Regions from separate parts of the Mus musculus genome. Here region 2 is linked to region 1. Evidence: chromatin contacts called from public Hi-C data. All regions are on one chromosome and are shown on one strand. The core of a region is the stretch at or near the end of the contact, and the rest is flanking DNA. Distances in the headings are between cores, read along the strand shown.

The links. Hi-C and Micro-C count contacts between places; a contact is called where the count stands out from the background.
Region 2: a contact with region 1 is called in a Hi-C map of CD8 T cells, with 5 times the contacts expected there. The contact joins two enhancer-like sites. A contact is called at or near these places in 4 of 15 datasets of contacts at CTCF or cohesin (embryonic stem cells, pro-B cells and stem cell-derived epiblast-like cells), 108 of 484 Hi-C or Micro-C datasets (the 63-12 cell line, the AML12 cell line, the AtT-20 cell line and 52 more), 21 of 115 datasets of contacts at active chromatin or transcription factors (the HPC-7 cell line, the NIH/3T3 cell line, T-cell acute lymphoblastic leukemia and 14 more) and 4 of 9 other capture datasets (embryonic stem cells, embryonic tail, liver and 1 more).

The regions. Positions count from the first base shown.
Region 1 is chr6:119,499,659-119,504,925 of GRCm38.p6, forward strand. The region is part of intron 1 of Wnt5b (wingless-type MMTV integration site family, member 5B); the gene reads right to left. Among named protein-coding and RNA genes, the nearest start is that of Gm30690, 16 kb to the right of the region's middle. Within about 2 kb of position 2,558, at least 48 of the 459 cell types and tissues checked have an H3K27ac peak or open chromatin away from gene starts, as enhancers often do. A contact at or near this core is called in CD8 T cells, T-cell acute lymphoblastic leukemia, Th1 cells and 3 more, where this site is marked.
Region 2 is chr6:120,197,032-120,202,298 of GRCm38.p6, forward strand. Ninj2 (ninjurin 2) reads left to right here. Exons shown (of 4, transcript NM_016718.2): 2 at 872-1,103; 3 at 1,612-1,796; 4 at 2,982-3,307. The coding sequence ends at 1,778. It overlaps B4galnt3 (beta-1,4-N-acetyl-galactosaminyl transferase 3), which reads right to left. Exons shown (of 20, transcript NM_198884.2): 20 at 3,722-5,267. Among named protein-coding and RNA genes, the nearest start is that of Gm25327, 56 kb to the left of the region's middle. Within about 2 kb of position 2,725, at least 60 of the 459 cell types and tissues checked have an H3K27ac peak or open chromatin away from gene starts, as enhancers often do. A contact at or near this core is called in CD8 T cells, T-cell acute lymphoblastic leukemia, Th1 cells and 3 more, where this site is marked.

The sequences.
Region 1 (5,267 bases), core at 1,308-3,807:
CCGTGTCCTCTGTCCCCACCCCCTCAGGTGCCTACCACGACACCAACTTTTAACTGGACACAGATTTTCATCTGACCCACCACTTTGCCAGTGTGGTCTTTGAGTGACCCACACTCGCCAGATATGCATTTGGGGAGAACAGTGTTCACCACCCACTTATCCCTAGACGTTTCTTCCTAAAAATGCAGTTGGATCTAAAGGTAGTTGGCAAAGTCTAGCCCCTCACGATGGAGGCTCCAAGCCTCCAGTGTCCTCAGGGACTGTAGCCTCCTAAATCCCAGTCTTCACCAGGCCACAATCAACCACTCAGTCTTCTGTGTCCCTCCACGCATGTGTTGTGTCTAGCTGGGAAACTATTCCCTCCCTGTCTGATTGGGGAACTTGCCTCTGAGGGCTGGCCCAAAGGAACTCCATAAAAGTGCCACTGGGTCATCCTGTGCCCCAGACGGTGTATGAGGCTACTCGCTGTTTTTGTGCTTCTGTCTCTGTGCAGAAGGTGCCCAGTCATCATGGGTGGTTATGCAGTGTCCATCTAAGACGTGTACCTCTGAGCTGGGAGGGGACAGCAGTGAACAAACCTTAGTGCCCGTTTCCTATGCTTGCAGCCTGGCAGGAAGAGAGAGTTATGGGTAATTCTTAGATGTGTGACAGTGTTTTGTTTTGGTGTGTGTGTGTGTGTGTGTGTGTGTGTGTGTGTGTGTGCTGGCGCATGTGCAGGCCAGCTGTTGACATCTGGTGTCTTCCTCAATTGCTCTCCACATTATTTTTTTGTGTTTGAGACAGGCTGGCCTCAAACTCACAAGAGATCCCCCTGCCTCTGTCTTGAAAGTGCTGAGACTAAAGGCACAGTGATCACACCCAACTCCACATTATTTTTAATTAACTACTTAATTAATTTTGAGATGGGCTATCTCACCAAACCTAGAGCTCACTGTCTCATCCTGACTGGCCAGCTGGCGAGCCCCCAGGATCTACCTGCATGTCTTCAGTGCAGGGGGACAGAGCAGGCTACTGCACGCACCTTTCTTTTTTTTCCTTTTTTAAAATTAGATATTTTCTTTATTTACATTTCAAATGTTATCCCTTTTTCTAGTTTCCCCTTCGAAAACCCCCTACCCTTTTCCCCTTCCCCCTGCTTACCAACCCACCCACTCCCTCTTCCTGGCCCTGGCATTCCCCTATACTGGGGCATAGAACCTTCACAGGACCAAGGGCCTCTCCTCCCATTGATGACCGACTAGGCCATTCTCTGCTACATATGCAGCTAGAGACACGAGCTCTGGGGTTATTGGTTAGTTCATATTGTTGTTCCACCTATAGGGTTGCAGACCCCTTCAGCTCCTTGGGTACTTTCTCTAGCTCCTCCATTGGGGGCCCTGTGCTCCATCCAATGGATGGCTGTGAGCATCCACTTCTGTATTTGTCAGGCACTGGCAGAGCCTCTCAGGAGACAGCTATATCGGGGTCATGTCAGCAAACGCTTGCTGGCATCCACAATAGTGTCTGGTTTTGGTGGTTGTTTATGGTATGGATCCCCAGGTGGGGCAGTCTCTGGATGGTCATTTCTTCAGTCTCTGTGTACCCACTTTTCTTTATGTGGGTGCTGGGCCAACATTCAGTTACCCACTGAGTCACACCCCCAGGGCCGTGATGGCTGCTCTGATAAGACAAGTATCTGATCTAGTGGAACCCAAATCGGGATCCTCTTCTGGTCCTGGTGTCAGAGAATCCCTTCCTCCCTTCCTCCCTGCCTCTCTCCCTCCCTTCTTCCCTCCCTCCTTTTCTTCCCTCCCTCCCTCCCTCCCTCCCTCCTTCCCTCCCTCCCTGCCTGCCTCTCTCCCTCCCTCTGTCCCTCCCTTCTTCCCTACCTCCCTCTCTCCCTCCCTCTGTCCCTCCCTCCCTCCCTCCCTCCCTCCCTCCCTCCCTCCCTGCCTGCCTCTCTCCCTCCCTCTGTCCCTCCCTTCTTCCCTACCTCCCTCTCTCCCTCCCTCTGTCCCTCCCTCCCTCCCTGCCTCTCTCTCTCCTTCTCTCCCTCCCTTCTTCCCTACCTCCCTCTCTCCCTCCCTTCTTTCATTCTTTTTTGAGACAGGGTTTCTCTGTGTATTCCTGGCTGTCCTGGAACTCACTCTGTAGACCAGACTCACGGAGATCCACCTGCCTCTGCCCCATGAATGCTGGGTTAAAGGTGTGTGCCATCACTGCCCAGCCTATGTCTTCTTTTAAAAAAAAACATTCATCTTGTGTGTTTGTATGTGCGCAGGAGTGGGTACCACTGCATATGTGAGGAGGTCAGAAGACACCCGTGGTTCTAATTCTCTTCTTCCAGTATGTGGGGCTCAGGGATCAAATTCAAGTCATCAGGTTCAGCCGCAAAGGCCTTGACCTGCTGAGGATCTCCCTGTCCCCAGACCTTATGTTTTCTCAGAAACACTATGATGTTGGGTCACATGTAAAGTAAACTAGGTCTAGTTTATTCACACAGCACTAGATTTTGAAAGAAGCGCGAGACTGTTCCCTTTCAGTCACTTCCGGTTTCCAGCAATGCCTCGGCTGCCTCACTGCTTGCTTCATGCTGAGAGGCTGCAAGCTCTCTGCTCAGCCTCTCATGCCCTCCCTGCTATCACACGTAAGACATATCTTACCCTTTCTAATTTCGACCCGATTTCCACGAGGGTGTTTTGCTAAGGTACTGACACGGCTCTATCATCTTCTTGGTCACAGTTCTCTGGTGACTTCTTGGTGACAAGTTACAACTGAATCTGTAGTGCAGGTGCAGAGTCTTTACTTAGAGGCTACTTTCTAGCCTCTGCTGGATGTTTGCCAGTCGGGGTCCCTTGGCATGCTTTCAAAAACGAGGCAGGACTCTGCTTGGTGGCCCAGTGAGAGGACTTTGGGGTGTACCCTGAGGGCTATGTGCTAAAGTCAACTGAGGCTCACTTGGGAATTCAAAAGGCCTATTATGTAATAAACAGTGTTTTGATTTGGTTAAAACATTCCTGTGGATCTGGAGATATGCTCAGTAAAATACCTGCCATGTAAGTGTAAGAGCCCCAGACCCACATAAAAGGAAAAAAAAAAAAAAAAAAAAAAAAGCTGGGCCCAGATAGTCGAAGACAAGGCAGGGGGAACCCTAAAATTTCACTTAAAGAGCCCAAAAACAAAGGTGGAGAGAAATCATGGAAGGGAACCTACTGTTTAACCCCGGCCTCCACACCCATGTGCATCTATGTACACATACCACACACAAATACGAAATAAACACAAAATTCCTGTATTTAGACAGGCTCGTTATTTGCATGAACAAAACCCGAATCAGATTGCAAAGGGACAAAAGGAAGATTTTAGGGTGGAGCAATGTCCTGTATTTTGATTATAGTGGATGACTTTACAAGGGATGCTATGGTCTGAAATTAATTTGTCTCTAAAAAAAAAAAATCGTACCGAAACGTGATCCCTAATGTGAGAGAGCAACTAAGATACCTGTTAGAGGTGGCGTGATCTTTGGATGTTTGGGTCGGGAAGGATCTACCTTATGGAGTGATTAAAGCCAGGCTCATGGGATTAGGCTAGTTCCCACAGAGGTGACTTCTGGAAGGACTCAAAGGACGTGGGTGACAATCTGGGATCCCCAGAGCATAGGACTCTACTGAGTTTCCCATGAGGAGACAGAACTTTTAACGGAGACTGAAAACACATCAGGCACCATCTTGCAGCAGAAACCTTACTGGAAATCTATTAAAATCTCAGCATGGTCTCAAAAGACTCTGGTAATTTCTGTGTCCCTGCCAAGGGAATCCTGCATGGGGAGGCCAGAGGTCAACATCGGCATCTTATTAACATTTCCATATTAGTTATCTAATGGGGTCTTCCAGTGAAATTGGAACTCACTGGCTGGCCAAAATGGCTGGCCCAGGATCTATAGCTCTTCCCTGCCTGGGGCCCTACACACTGGCACTGGAGTTATAACCCTGTCCTGCTTCTAAGTGGGTTCTGGAAACTCACCCTCAGAGCTGCCTGCTTGTGTGGCAAATACTTTATCGACTGAGCTATCTCTCAGTCCACCAAGGGAATCTCTTTTTTGGATGCAGGGTCTCTATTGTAGCCCTAACTGACCTGGAATTGGCTATGTAAACCAACCCGGCCCCAAACTTGAGATGATCCTCTTGTCTCTGAGTGCTCAGCTCTGGGATTACATATATACGTCACCATACTTAGCTATAAGGAAATAATTATAAAGTTAGAAAAAAAACCCAATACATATGACTGGGATGTTGTAAGCTGCTTTGCTCTTCTGTTATGCTCGGGACTGAATCAAGAGCTTCAGGCAGTCAATGCAAGTGTGACGACACACTCTTTACCTACTGACAACACACAGGAGCCACACAGATCTCTGCCTTACAGTGGGAACACTTCCAAAACCTGAGCACAAGAGGCTTAAAACCAAACCAGAACAGATCCAGCACTACACTCTGGTTTACTGGAGTGGCCAGGCAGTGGTCTACAGCTAAGTTCTTGTGTGAATTACACTGTTGCTGTCTTTAGACACGCCAGAAGAGGGCATCAGATCCCATTACAGATGGTTGTGAGCCACCATGTGGTTGCTGGGAATTGAACTCAGGACCTCTGGAAGAGCAGTCAGTGCTCTTAACCACTGAGCCATCTCTCCAGCCCCTACAGCTAAGTTCTTAGGGGCCACTTGGACTAATTTTTTTTAAACTACAAATCTTAACTTACAAAGAGAGAGAAAGAGAGGGAAAGAGGGAGGGGATGTGAGGGGAGGGGAGAGAGAGAGAGAAAGAGAGAGAGAGAGATTGAGAAAAAATGATGAAGTGTGGTTGTATATGAGTGTGTGCATGTGAGTTCAGGTGCCTACAGGGGCCAGAGGTATTGGATCCCTGGAGCTGGACTTCTATGCAGTTGTGAGCCACCTGATGTAAATGCTTCGAATAGACCTATGTCTTCCATAACAAGAGCATGTTATAACCACTGAGCTCAGGACCCCTTCCCCCCACTGTCTTTTCTTTGATTCGTATGGTAAAATTATTCACTCTTCCATGTTATGGTAACACATTCTTTTAAATCTTCATATAATAAAACAAAAACACTCAGCGGGGAGCAAACCTGCCAAAATTAGTAGGAGTAAGACCCCACTGGCGTGTTTCTTACTTTTCCTGGAGAAAAATTAACTTGTGTTTCACAGTGACCCTCTTAGCACGGCACGCTCAGCTCAGACCACACAAGAAGAAACCCACGTGGTGAGCTGACGG
Region 2 (5,267 bases), core at 1,475-3,974, 700 kb after region 1:
GAGCGACTACAAAGGTCTTGCAGCGCCCCCTCTGGGATATTAGAATTAGTGAGAACAAGAACTTGCTTTTATATCTCAAAAGTAATTTTATTTAGCAGGGCAGTGGGGGTGCATGCCTTTAATCCCATCACTTAGGGTTAGGGTGAGGCAGGTGAATCTCTGAGTTCAAGGCCAGCCTCATCTACAAAGGGAGATCTAGGATAGCCAAGGCTATACAGAGAAACTCTGCCCTGGAAAACAAAAACAAACCAAATTATTTTAAAATAATTTAAAATATTAATTTGTTTCAGCAATGGCAGGAATCGAAACTATAGCCCAGGGCATGCTGGGAAGCACTATACACCGAGATACATCTCTAGTCTTCCCAAACAATTTTTAAAGTTAAGACCTTTCAACTGCTATGCATTGCTGTGTAGACGTGTTTTTCTAATAGCCCATGGTCCTTTATATGGGGGAGTGGGAAGGAAGCTCTAGGACTCCTGACCCAGGTACTGGCTAAGGTGGGGCTGGCCATGCTGGAGGAAGTGTTTTTTCCATTTCAGCCAGGTCTCAGATCTCCTTCTGTTGTCTGTCTTCATCTGATGACGTGAAGGTGTACGGCAATAGTGAAACAGATTCTGTCATGTTGCATTAGTTAGTTCAGAGCTTAGTGGTCCACAGAGGTTCCATCCACCAATCCATTCAACCAACAGTACACCCACTATCACCTCCACATCCTCCCAACCTTTCATTGGTTTCAGGTCATTAGCTGAGCAGGGAGGCTGTCACTGTCACCCAAGAGGACATTTCATCGCCTTTGGGGAGGGTATTAAAACCCCTGTATTCTTCCCAGTCCCTTCCAGCCCTTTTACCAGATTCTCTTCTCTTATAGCACAGGCACTCCATGCGCGGAGGGAACCAGCGCATAGACCTGAACTTTTATGCCACCAAGAAGAGTGTGGCAGAGAGCATGCTAGACGTGGCGCTCTTTATGTCCAATGCCATGCGGCTGAAATCAGTGCTGCAGCAAGGGCCATTCGCGGAGTACTACACCACCCTAGTCACCCTCATCATTGTCTCTCTGCTCCTGCAAGTGGTCATTAGCCTCCTTCTTGTGTTCATCGGTAAGGAGCCCAGCCTGGAGTCAGGCTTTCTGCCTTGGCGCCCCCTGGTGGTAGGAAAGGTCCCTGCATCATATGTGAAACTTCCCAGCCACCTGCTAACAGAGGGGTTACACATCTACGCCTAGGTAACAGATCCTACACTAAGGGCACCCCCAGTCCTATCTCCTCATATCCCATGGGTGGGCACTTCTCGGCAGCTGATAAATGACTGACCCTACTAGCTAGTGACAATTTCTTGTGTCCATTGTATTGGAAGTACACCTTCCCTCGTAGACGTTTTTGCATCCCAATGTCCATTCTATGAATCATCCAGTAGATGTTTCATGTGCTAGAAGACTCAAACACACTTCAGTCCAGTGACTTCATTTCTTCCTGATCGGTCTCCAAAGCCAGGTTGTCTCCAAATTCATGGGTGGGGAGAGGGAAGCTCCAGGCTTTGGCCCTGTTAGATTGACCCTTACCCACCCACCATCCACCACCACTCACCCTGATCTCCTTGTCTCCACAGCCATCCTGAACCTGAATGAGGTAGAGAACCAGAGGCATTTAAATAAGCTCAACAATGCTGCCACCATCTTGGTCTTCATAACCGTGGTCATCAACATTTTTATCACTGCTTTCGGAGCACACCATGCAGCCTCCATGGCTGCCAGGACCTCCAGCAATCCTATTTGATGACTACCTAGGTCCCAGGTGAATGAGGCAGAGGCCCAGAGGACCTCAGATCCAAGGGCTCATCAATGACTTTCTCGGTCTCTGGAGGTCAGAGTACGAGGGCTCTCTTTCCGTCCTCCCACCACCACACACACACCAAGGGGGAAGGTCTATAGTCCCATAGGCAAGGGAGTCCTTGAAGAGCTGACAGGCCTCCCAAAGTACACACACCATGGGGGATGGGATACATGTGTAAATCTCCCACAATGCATGTACCATGGATGCTGTATTGCATGCATGAGTCATGGATGTATCTGCACCTTGAATGCTAGGTTATAGGTTCGAGCCTATACACGCACACTGACTGTTGGTATACAAATGTCAGCCTCCAACAGAATCTTCACAGTTGGTGCTTGTTTATAAGCATGCCTCCCCCAACTCTCAAGTACACACACCATGAGGGCTGGCAAGCTGGTTTCAGGCTCCAACCAGGGTATTCAGAGAGTGCTGGCTTAAAGCACGGGCCTCACACAGGACATGCACCATGAGCGATGTGTTACAGGCATGAGCTTCCCACCGTACATCCACAAGCTCTGGTGTGAAGGGATGGGCCTGCCACGGCAAATAAATCATGAGGGATACAGGAGTCGGCCTTCCTCACTCTGTGCACCATAAGGGCTGGGTTATAGGGACAAGCCTCCCACAGTCAGTACACATAGCATGAGGGGGACTTAGTGAAACCTGCCCCTGAGACCTTTGCTCTGAAGGGGTGACTATCCTTCATTTCTTTTGCTGTTTGCTTTCAGGCAGTGTTTCTTGTAACCCATGCTAGACCTAAGCTTCCTGTGTAACTAAAGATGACAGGTGTGCCACACCCAGCTGGTTTTTAGGCAGACCCCACCCCCAGCTTGGGATGGAACGGAGGGCCTGTGTGGTTAGTGTCTGTTGTGGCCTGTTGGCAAGAAAAAGATGGGGCTGTGGTGTCTACTTGATGCTGCCTAACAGCACAGTAGTCAGGCATTGCTTGGTCCCCTACTATGGCAGATGAGCCAACAACAGCATCCATAATGCTCCCCCTAGGAGCAGCCTGGAAACTGCACTTCAGGGCGCCTGAATGACTCCATTCTTTACTTACATCAGCATGCGGACTGGGTGTAAATCCAGCCCAGGAGGAGCCTCATCTGGCCCCGCCCCTGCATTACCTTTTGTCTGTTTTCCCTGCAGGAGCTGGGTCTAGAGCCACTTCAGCCTTTGTCCCTGACTTGTCAGGATAACTAGCATTTCCCACAGCCTCCAGGAGAGCTTCAAGGGCTACGAAGAAACCCCTGCCTCTTGTCCACAGCACCAGAATTAAAGTGGGCCTCTTTCCTGGGTGACGTAATTGCACTTTGGTCTGGAGGCCCGAGCTGCTTCCAGCAGCAGTAACTCGGTCTGTTAAGGCAGCTCCTGCACAGCCTGCACACTCTGCACTGCCTTCTTTTCCTGTGCTCCAGGCCTCAATGTTCCCTTTCTGCAAAATGGAATCTATCTATAAAGATATCTGAAAATTCACCGAGTTAGTCTTGCTGTCTTCAGTCCAATGGGTTCTAAATCAGGCTGGTGCGTGGATACCTCATCATCTTCGTCCTCAAAAAGGCTTATTGTCGTCTGTATGGTGACAGAGGTCACTGAGTTCTGGATTGACGAATGCACACATAGCCTTTTAAAGAATCTACTATAAACATACTCCACTTTTCACACTAATGATGTCTGGTGTCTCTTAGGTGTGTTCTAATAATACAAATGTTTGGGGCCGGAGAGATGACTCAGCAGTTAAGAGCACTGACTGCTCTTCCAGAGGTCCTGAGCTAAACTCCCAGCAACCACATGGTGGTTCACAACCATCTATAATGGGACCCAATGCCCTCTTCTGGCATGCATATGTTACATGCAGACAGAGCATTAATGTACATGAAACACATTAATCTTTTTAAAAATAATTTATTTTCATCTTATGTTCATTGGTGTTTTGCTTGCATGAATGTCTGTGTGAAGGTGTCAGGTCTCCTGGAACTGGAGTTACAGACAATTGTGAGTCACCAGGTGGGTGCTGAGAATTGAGCCTGGGCTCCCTGGGAGAGTTGTTGATCTCAGCCACTGAGCCATCTCTCCAGCTCTGAAACACATACATCTTAACAACAACAAAAATACAGATTTTCACTGGTGGGAAGGTTAGTGAGCAAAAGCCCTTGCTGCCAAGCCGGAGGAACCCCATATGATGTGAAGGGAGGAGAACGGATCACTGAAAGCTGCCCTCTGACACCACCCTGCACTGTGGCATACATACACCACATACATTCTAAATGATTACATTTTTCTTTTTCTTTTTTTGAGACAGGGTCACACCATGTAATTCTGGTTGGCCTGGAACTCACTATGTAGACCAAGCTAGATTCAAACCCCAAACCCACAGTTTCACCTGCCTCTGCCTCTGGAGTGCTGAGATGAAAGGCATGCACCACTAAACATGGCTAAAAGCATTTAAGAAAAAAGGGGAGGTGGGGGGAGAAGTAGAGAGACAGCCGAGTAGTTAAGAGCACCGGCTGCTCTGCCAGAAGTTCTGGGTTCAAATCCCAGCACCCACCTGGTGACCTACAAACACCTGTAACGCCAGTTCCAGGGAATCTAATGCCCTCTTCTGGCCTCTCTGGGCACTAGGCACACAGGTGGCACACAGACACGCAGGCAAAACACCCATATACATAAATTCTTGAAAAATTTTTGCCTAGGTCAAACATAACTAGGGAGGCCAACTCACACTTGCGAAGCCTTAGTAGGGCATCTTCAACTCACACAGAAAAGATTTTCTTATGTTTATCTATTAGCCTAGGCTGACATGCTCTCCTGACGTTTCTGTGTTAGCATCCCAAGTGCTGGGATTACAGCTGCACGGTTCTAGCTTGTCTTCCTCACTAGGACGGGGGTGGGGGACTTTCTAGTTGAGACCACAACCTGGGCTGCTGAGACTAATAGACTCGGGACACTGCTGTGCCCTTCCCAAGCACAGCACAGAAAATGTCCCTTCTGCTGGCAAGCACTGAACCAGGAGTCAAGTCAGAAGGGAGGGGATGGATGGTCCTTAGCGTGTCCTTGAGCAGACAGCTGAGGGACATGAATGGCTTAGGAACACCCCTGGCTCTTCCACCCAACCCTTTCCTACCTTGATTGGGCAAGAAGGAAACAGCCGCTTGTTTTCTAAGATGCTGACTTTAATGCCCTCCTCCCTCTCCCCACCCACGGCACTTTCCTCTCTCTTAAGGCAGATGGTAAGGAGGTAACAGATGTCAGACACAAGGCACTAGACCTGGGAGGGAGGAGGCAAGCAGGGTGGGGAGGCCCAGGGGGATTCTAGTCCTTAGGACAGAACAGGAGGGCTGCAGCCACCGGCTCTGGCCTTCGAGCACAGGGCCCAAAGTTTCTGGTTTCAGAGAGAAGCCCGGCGCTCCAGCTGTTCTGCTGCAGCCTTAGCCT